Regions from separate parts of the Mus musculus genome. Here region 2 is linked to region 1. The links are chromatin contacts, called in public HiChIP or PLAC-seq maps. All regions are on one chromosome and are shown on one strand. The core of a region is the stretch at or near the end of the contact, and the rest is flanking DNA. Distances in the headings are between cores, read along the strand shown. Region 1 holds the start of Scaf4 (SR-related CTD-associated factor 4). Region 2 has its middle 24 kb from the start of Hunk.

The links. HiChIP or PLAC-seq counts read pairs in DNA pulled down with a chosen protein or histone mark.
Region 2: an H3K4me3 HiChIP or PLAC-seq map of the SCID.adh cell line shows a contact between it and region 1, with 16 read pairs. The contact joins the enhancer-like site here to the promoter of Scaf4 in region 1. A contact is called at or near these places in 1 of 39 promoter capture datasets (cranial neural crest), 4 of 115 datasets of contacts at active chromatin or transcription factors (the SCID.adh cell line and embryonic stem cells) and 1 of 9 other capture datasets (adipose tissue).

The regions. Positions count from the first base shown.
Region 1 is chr16:90,282,930-90,286,636 of GRCm38.p6, reverse strand. It overlaps Scaf4 (SR-related CTD-associated factor 4), which reads left to right and starts at 2,134. Exons shown (of 20, transcript NM_178923.4): 1 at 2,134-2,634. The coding sequence starts at 2,605.
Region 2 is chr16:90,360,741-90,364,447 of GRCm38.p6, reverse strand. No RefSeq gene overlaps it. Among named protein-coding and RNA genes, the nearest start is that of Hunk, 24 kb to the left of the region's middle. Within about 2 kb of position 1,852, at least 1 of the 459 cell types and tissues checked has an H3K27ac peak or open chromatin away from gene starts, as enhancers often do. A contact at or near this core is called in the SCID.adh cell line, where this site is marked.

The DNA of each region.
Region 1 (3,707 bases), core at 885-3,384:
GTAATAGACGTATTTACCGGGTACAGTGTGGAACAGAAAGTGTACTATAGCCGGGCATGGTGGCGCACACCTTTAATCCCAGCACTAGGGAGGCAGAGGCAGACGAATTTCTGAGTTCGAGGCCAGCCTGGTCTACAGAGTGAGTTCCAGGACAGCCAGGGCTACACAGAGAAACTCTGTCTCGAAAAACAAAACAAAACAAACAAAAACAATGAGTAATGGTTAGCTCAGGGTGAGACAGCCATTAAAGCAATTTTGTATTATTTATTTATTTATGTATGTCTTTTAATCGAGGGTTTTGTTTTGTTTTTTTTCTGTTCTAGAATTTGCTCTGTAGACCAGGCTGGCCTTGATCTCTGAGATCCACCTGCCTCTAATCCCAGAGCAATGGATTTAAGGTGTGTGCCACCACCGACTGTCTTATTACTTCTCTGTGTGGATGATATATTCAGGGTCCTCTCTATGGTTACTTTGAACTTTACTATTAATTCTTTTTTTTTTTTTTAAGATTTATTTATTTATTTATTATATGTAAGTACACTGTAGCTGTCCTCAGACACTCCAGAAGAGGGAGTCAGATCTCGTTATGGATGGTTGTGAGCCACCATGTGGTTGCTGGGATTTGAACTCCTGACCTTCGGAAGAGCAGTCGGGTGCTCTTACCCACTGAGCCATCTCACCAGCCCTACTATTAATTCTTGTTAACCACAGCTATCCTATGGAGAGGCATTTCCTGATCCTTACCCTGTCGGAGTTGAACCCACAGCCTTGGTTAGGGCTGAGATTTTTCTTTTTCTTTTTTTTTTCCGAGACAGGGTTTCTCTGTATAGCCCTGGCTGGTCTCGAACTCAGAAATCCACCTGCCTCTGCCTCCCCAGTACTGGGATTAAAGGCGTGTGCCACCATGCTGGGCCAAACACCTTGTTCTTAAACACCTCTGCTCCTTGTCTGTCTGACTTTTCAGCTCCTGTTAGCTGTGCAGTATTGAATCCCAGGTATCTACCTCCTCTCAGCCATTTTCCTGGACTTTACCCATATCGCAAAAGCCCTCAGTTAACTATCCCAGGGACAGCTCAGATGGCTAGAGCCCGAAAAGATAACCGTCTAGCCAGATAAACTTGGGCATGGTGGTTAACTGAACTAGGCTGACTTAAATGAGGACACTGTTCATAGGCATTGACAAAGATTAGCCATTACGCCCTCAAACTCATTCCTTCCTTAAATTATTACCAAGTTGACGCAAACCCAGCACTCATGTCCTTCAAGAAGCAGTGTGCATCTTCCCTCCGGAACACCATTCTGTCTTTCCTCCAGTGCCTGATACCTTCAGCCTCATCATCTCCAGGGCCCGAAGCCATGCTGTTCCTGGCCCCACTTTCTTCCGCATGCATACTTTGCAGGATGTCAACCTGCATGATGCCCCCTTAAGAACAAAATCCTAACTCTGCTAGGATCTGGTCTCGGTAGGGCCAGTTGCTTTCCCTAAGTACCAGCCGGTTGTCCTCCAAGGAGAGGTGATAGCACAGCGCGCAAGGTCCAGAGGGCCCCTCCTTTCTCGAATTCTTTTAGGATGCTCGCCCTTTTCTACGGGAAGTAGTCCCCAACTTCCAGTACGAGTCAGGCCTTCTAGCTTTTATACTCATGCTCCACAAAAGTGAGGTTTCTACAGAAAAACTTTCATTTTTCACACACCCAACAGACAGCGGTCGCAGCGCGCGGCAGGCGGTGAGAACTCAAGTGAATCAGAACACACTTCTGCCGAGAGCGACCCAACGGGGTTTGGGGAGATTAGCGTTAGGGGTTCAGGAGCCCAGTCCTCGGAAGTTGCTCAGGGCGTCCACCAGGTCCGCACGCAAGTCGAAGCAGGGGACTTGGAGACTGCAGACGCTCACCCTCCGCGCTTTGTTTGTCGCAGCAGCAGGGCGCAGTCCTGCCCGGACACAATGCACCCCGGGAGCCGTCGTCCGGATCCTGAGCCCAGAAGACGGGAACTCTCCGCAGCCGCAACCGGCGGGAAAGCGCGCGACAACGCGCGGTCACACGCTAGCGGCTCGGCGCCGGTGGGGCGCGGAGGGGCGGGGCGTGGGCGGAGCCAAGCACGAGCGGGGCGGAGCCGGGCTCAGGAAGCGCTTGGAGGCCCGAGCTGTCCCAGGGTGCTTCGCGCGGCGTGCACTCGGGTCGCTGCCGCCATCCTGCTGGCGAAAGAGAGGAGAGAGACAGAGAGGCCCGCCCGCTCGCCGGCCGGGCCAGTGTGGGCCAGTGCGTGAGGGAGGGCGCGGGGGGCCGTGTCAGCGCGACGCAGAGCGCAGCCGCCGCCGCCAAACGGACATGTTGGAGCCCCGCGCTGCCGCCGCCTCCCATCCCTCCTCCGGCGCACGGGACTGAGCAGGGGCCCGCCGCCTCTGCCTGCGCTCGACCGGCCCAGCCTCGCCGCCTCGGCCGCAGCCCCTTCCTGCTCGGCCTCCGCCGCTCGTCGCCTCCCGTCCTCCTCCCCCTCCACGCCCAAGGGCCCTGCCGGCACCCGGCCCTACTCAGCCGCCGCTCCAGGTCTAGGTGACCGGCGGGCCCGGAGCAGCCGCAGCCGCCGCCGCAACGCGCGCGAACATGGACGCCGTCAACGCCTTCAACCAGGAGGTGAGGAGTGCTTGGGGTTAGGGCTGGTGCGGGCCACGCCGGGGCCGCTTCTCTCGCTGCCCGAGGGCTTTCGAGCACCGAGTCCGGGCGGGGACGCTTCCTGCCCCGGTTCCGGGGCAGCGGGCCTGGAGCCGGGGAGAGGTCGCGGCCACCGCCGGGGGCTGACCCCGCGCCCCTCCCCCGCCAGTGCCCCTTCGCCCCCTTCCGGCCTGTGCCGACTCCCGCTTCTTCAACGTGGCCCTTATGCTGCTCCCGGCCCCGTTATCGGCTTTACGGGGCCGGGATCCCGCCAGGGGCTGCAACGGAGCGCTCGGCCGACTCAGGGGCGGGAGTTCCCGCGAGTCCCGGGGCCGGCGTAGCAGCCGCCTGGGTTCTCCTGTTGCTCAGGCCGCGGCGCTGCGCGGCGGCCGCTGGACTCTGATCCCGGTTGGCGGAGACTTAGAGAGGGTGTCTGCCCTCCCACCTCCTGGATTGACACGCTCACAAATGAACATAGAGCGGTAGTTCCCTTGGCCTTTCTATCTAGAACGTGCCCTTTCTGTACATCGTGACACCTAAAAAGTTGAATGGGAGAGCAAAGTGTACGCCCCATTTAGTCCGCTAGTAAGGCTGCTTGGGTCTCCACCTGCTCACCCTCGCACCGCCCTCTCGGGGTACTTAATCCTCAGCTCCCTTCCTCAGGGACATTTACATGTGAAAACCTCCCCAAACCGGGAACAAAGCTGCCTGCCGCCTTAAAGCTCTCTAGTTGTATCTCTGATCGTTCCATGTGCTGCTTAGGGGCATAAAGTCCATACTATCTTATTTATCTGAATGGATGTGGGAGGAGGAGACGACCACTGATGCTTTAAAACGCAGTTACAGAGTGGAAACTATTGTGAATTAAGTTGGGGTATGTTTCCCGTTTCAAATACCACTGAAGGAATCTGATGTCATAGTTTGACACGTGTTGATGTGGTGTCAGAACTTGCTCCATCTCACAATGAGATTTCTGTGGCTCAGTTCGCAATAGTATTAGGTTGTTACTTCTCTTTCTATTCGTAGCGCTGCAGAAGGGGACCCTCCAATTAGTC
Region 2 (3,707 bases), core at 603-3,102, 78 kb before region 1:
ACAAGCTCTGACAAGACCCACACAAGGTCCTGCCCTCACAAGGCCGTTTGAGTTTTGTTGAGTGAGAATCTGACACTGATGTCTTGGAAATATTCATAATTTTCTAACAAGAAACCCTGTTTGTTTCTAATTGACCCTTGCAAATTCTGTGGTTGGGCCTACCCAGAAACAGGAGCCTCTGACCGCCAGCATTGGCCCAGGGATGCCCTGGCTCTTTAGTACTATACACTAGTCAAGAACGTTCCTTCTCAGTCCTCCCTCCCGCCTTCTATGGTCTGACAGCTCTCCAATCTTTCCCTGCCCCTTTCACATTCTCACAATCCTTTCTGTGTGCCTGGTCACATCTGAGCATCTGCTCCTTGGAGAGAGCCAACTGCTTACATGGTATTAGGAGAGAACAGGGATACAGGGAGAAAGATCTAACCATGTTTTACCTTCAATTGGCTCATCTATAGTCTAGTAGGAAAAGAGGAGATATAATAGGAAAATTGGACAATGGCAGCCATTGTCACAGACAGTGACTCCATTGCTGAAGGTCACCGGTGGTGGCCTGCGGGGATGGGGTGGGGCATGTCCAGCGGAAAGATGGAAGGTGCAATGACGTTGAGTCCTGCTCAACGCTACAGAAGGATATACAGAACTGCTGGCTGGTTACCAGCTGTCCATCATACAGAGTCAAAGCCAGAAGACCATAGAGGAACTCACAAGGAGATCTGTCAGCTGCAAAGGACAGAGGCAACTCAGACCAGCAATAAGGGAGAAACTCAGCTCTCTTTCGGGTGTCTTTGGAAGCTCAGCCAAGGAAGACATAAGGCCTTCACAGCCAAGACCCTAGGGAAGAGAAGCCATGGGAGCAGCTCAGCCTGGAGAAGAAACCAAACAGTAACAGACAAGAGAGTCTAGGAGATAGTGCGTGGCCTCTTGGATCCAGCTTTGAGCACCAGGTTGAATGACAAATCTGTGAAGGTGAGTTCCGTGTGCAGTGACTGCCTCTCGCATCACACGGTTCACCCACAGCTTAGATATCTATCTCTTTCAACAGAAAAGCATCTTTCCTCTATACAGCCCAGTGATTCCGAAAATTCTCTATGCTTGCTTTCATGCTTTTCTTCTTCTTCTTCTTCTTCTTCTTCAGAAAATTGGGGAATTGTAGGCTCACACGAAACGCGGTTCTGTGAGTTGGTCTTGTTTCAATCAAGAAAATCCTCTTGGCAGTCTGGAATCCATTCCCTTCCTTCCTACTCTGCAGCCCCCTTTGAGGCTTCCTGCTGGCCTCAAGTTTGTTTTACATAGGATGGCTCCAGATTACTTTTAAGGCCCTGTTTGATACGGTCTGGCTCTGGAACTAAGCTCTTCCATTCCTCGGGGAGCTGCAGGCCGGTTTTCTGCTGATGTGAGTTTCTTTGTAATCCAGACTTTTCTCTTTCTAATGTTTTCTTATACATTTCAAAAAGAGCATAATGGAGATAGGGACAGAAAATGGAGGCTGGGGTCTTCTTACCCAGTGGTGGAGAGTGTTTTAAGTAGTTGTGACTTGTATGTGATATATATATTTGTAATCACAGGCTTCTGAGAGTGGTGTGCAGAGTTTCAACCAGATAACACATTGGGATGTGATTACTTACTGCATAGGAACATTCAATCAGCAAATATTTACTAAGTGCTTTGGTCTTTACGTTATCGTTCCCAAATACTTGCTGCTGTTCCCTACGGGAAGATTCTGTGTCTGTGTGCCAGTGGCATCGGGAAAGCCACTTTCTTATGCAGGGTCCCATGTAACTTCTAGGCAGAAGCTGTAAGAGTCAATGTGAGGTTCACCACGGCTTCCTCCCCACCCCCTGCTGACAGCTGCAGACGCCCCTGACTGAGTTCCAGAGTCGATGAACGCAGAGTAGAGTCACAGAAGCAGCATGGTGGACATGGGGGTCATCAGCTGGTTTCTGAGGAGAGAACAGATTATATGATAGTTGTGAATTATGCCTTTGGGTCATGGTTTGAAGAATGAGAATTCCAAGGTCAGGGGCTGCAAATAGTGCAAGCCTTTGAGCATGGTGGAAGGGCAGGCAAGCACATGCAGAGTATAAGAGGCCAGATTTACCTATGCCATTGTTGCCACAGCCTCTTCCTCCTCCCCCTCCTCCCCCTCCTCTTCCCCCTCTTCCCCCCTTCCTCCTCCTCCTCTTCCTCCTCCCCCTCCTCCTCCCCTCCTCCCCCTCCTCCTCCCTTCCTCCCTCCTCCTCTCCCCTCCATCTGCTTCCACTTTCTCTATCTAGTATTTATTTATGGTTTGTGATGTGGGGTGTGTGTGTGTGTGTGCTGTCTGTATGTGGTGTGTATGTGTGTAGTATGTATGTGTGTGCATGTATATGTGTGTGGTATGTGTGTCTTATATGAATGTGTGGTATGTATGTGTGTGGTATGTGTCTGTGTGAATGTATATGTGTGTTGTGTGTGTGTGCCTGCATGCATGTGCATCTGCAGATGCTATGTGTGTCTAAGTGTATTGAGGTCTCAGGTCAATCTTGGGTTTGTCCTCAGTCACTCAGATGTGTTCGCTCAGTCACAGGGTTCCCATCTCTACCTTTGCAGAACTTGGCCACCACAGCCAGCAATTTTATGTGGATTCTGGAGTTGAGCTCTGCTCCCAATGCTTCATGAATTCAAGTCCTGGCTTTAACAGCTGAGCCATCTCAGCAGCCCCTCTCTTTCTAATAAGCTACTTTGATTTTCCAAATAATGGCACGAAGGCAGAACTCACACAGTATGCACATACACTTGTGAAAACACGATAGTGTTGCTGTTTAAGGGCTCTGTCTTTTTTTTTTCAAGAGGACATTTTTTTTTCAGCATTTCAGAAAGGAAATAACAGAACAGGCAAAACTGGAATTTCAATTGCTGGGAGGAAAGAGATGGAAAAAGAAGAGAAAAAAAAAGAGTCAGTGCTTTCTGAAGAAGGAGACAAGACACAGGCAGAAATGAAAGCCGGAAGGCGGCTGCATTTCTAGGGAAGGATGGGGCAGTTCTCAGAGACACTGAGAATGCCCAGATTGTCTGCACAGCAAACTTAGGTTTGGATAGGGTATAGAGTAGGGAGATGGAGACAGAAAAAGTTATAGCTTTCTGTGTTAAAACTCAGAAAGTGTGCAGGCTTAGCAAGTCTGCAGGCAGCCATGTGGAGGGAGAGGCTTTGGGGATGCCTGAGTGCACACTTCATTACAGGGATAATTTTCCTCCTGTTTTCTTATCTCATCTTTAAGCCTCGTTTCTTCCCACCTTGTGATTTTAGGATGCTTTTCTTCACTCGAATGTTCTTCCAGCTGTGCTACATCCCAACTCCATAGACTGATCTCCAATAAACTGTAAACCATCATTTTCTCCATATCACAGGAGATCGAAGCCTCTACCTGGGAAAGGGAGAGACATGCTGTCTATAAGAGAAGGATATAAGCAGTCGCTAACCAAGCTCAAGGGAGTTGGTGTTGGGGATGAATGACCACCAACCATGCTGTTAAAAAGTGTCTCCACACTGTTAACAAGGGCAACTGAATTCAAACTTGAGTTTCAGCACTAACAACTATTTATAAACCGCAGCAATGTGGAGATTAGTCTTTCATGATTACTGATTTTGGGGCGATCGTTTATTACAGACTCCCATGACCAGCACAGATTCCATTATATGTCCATCAGAGTGCTGATAACGTATGATC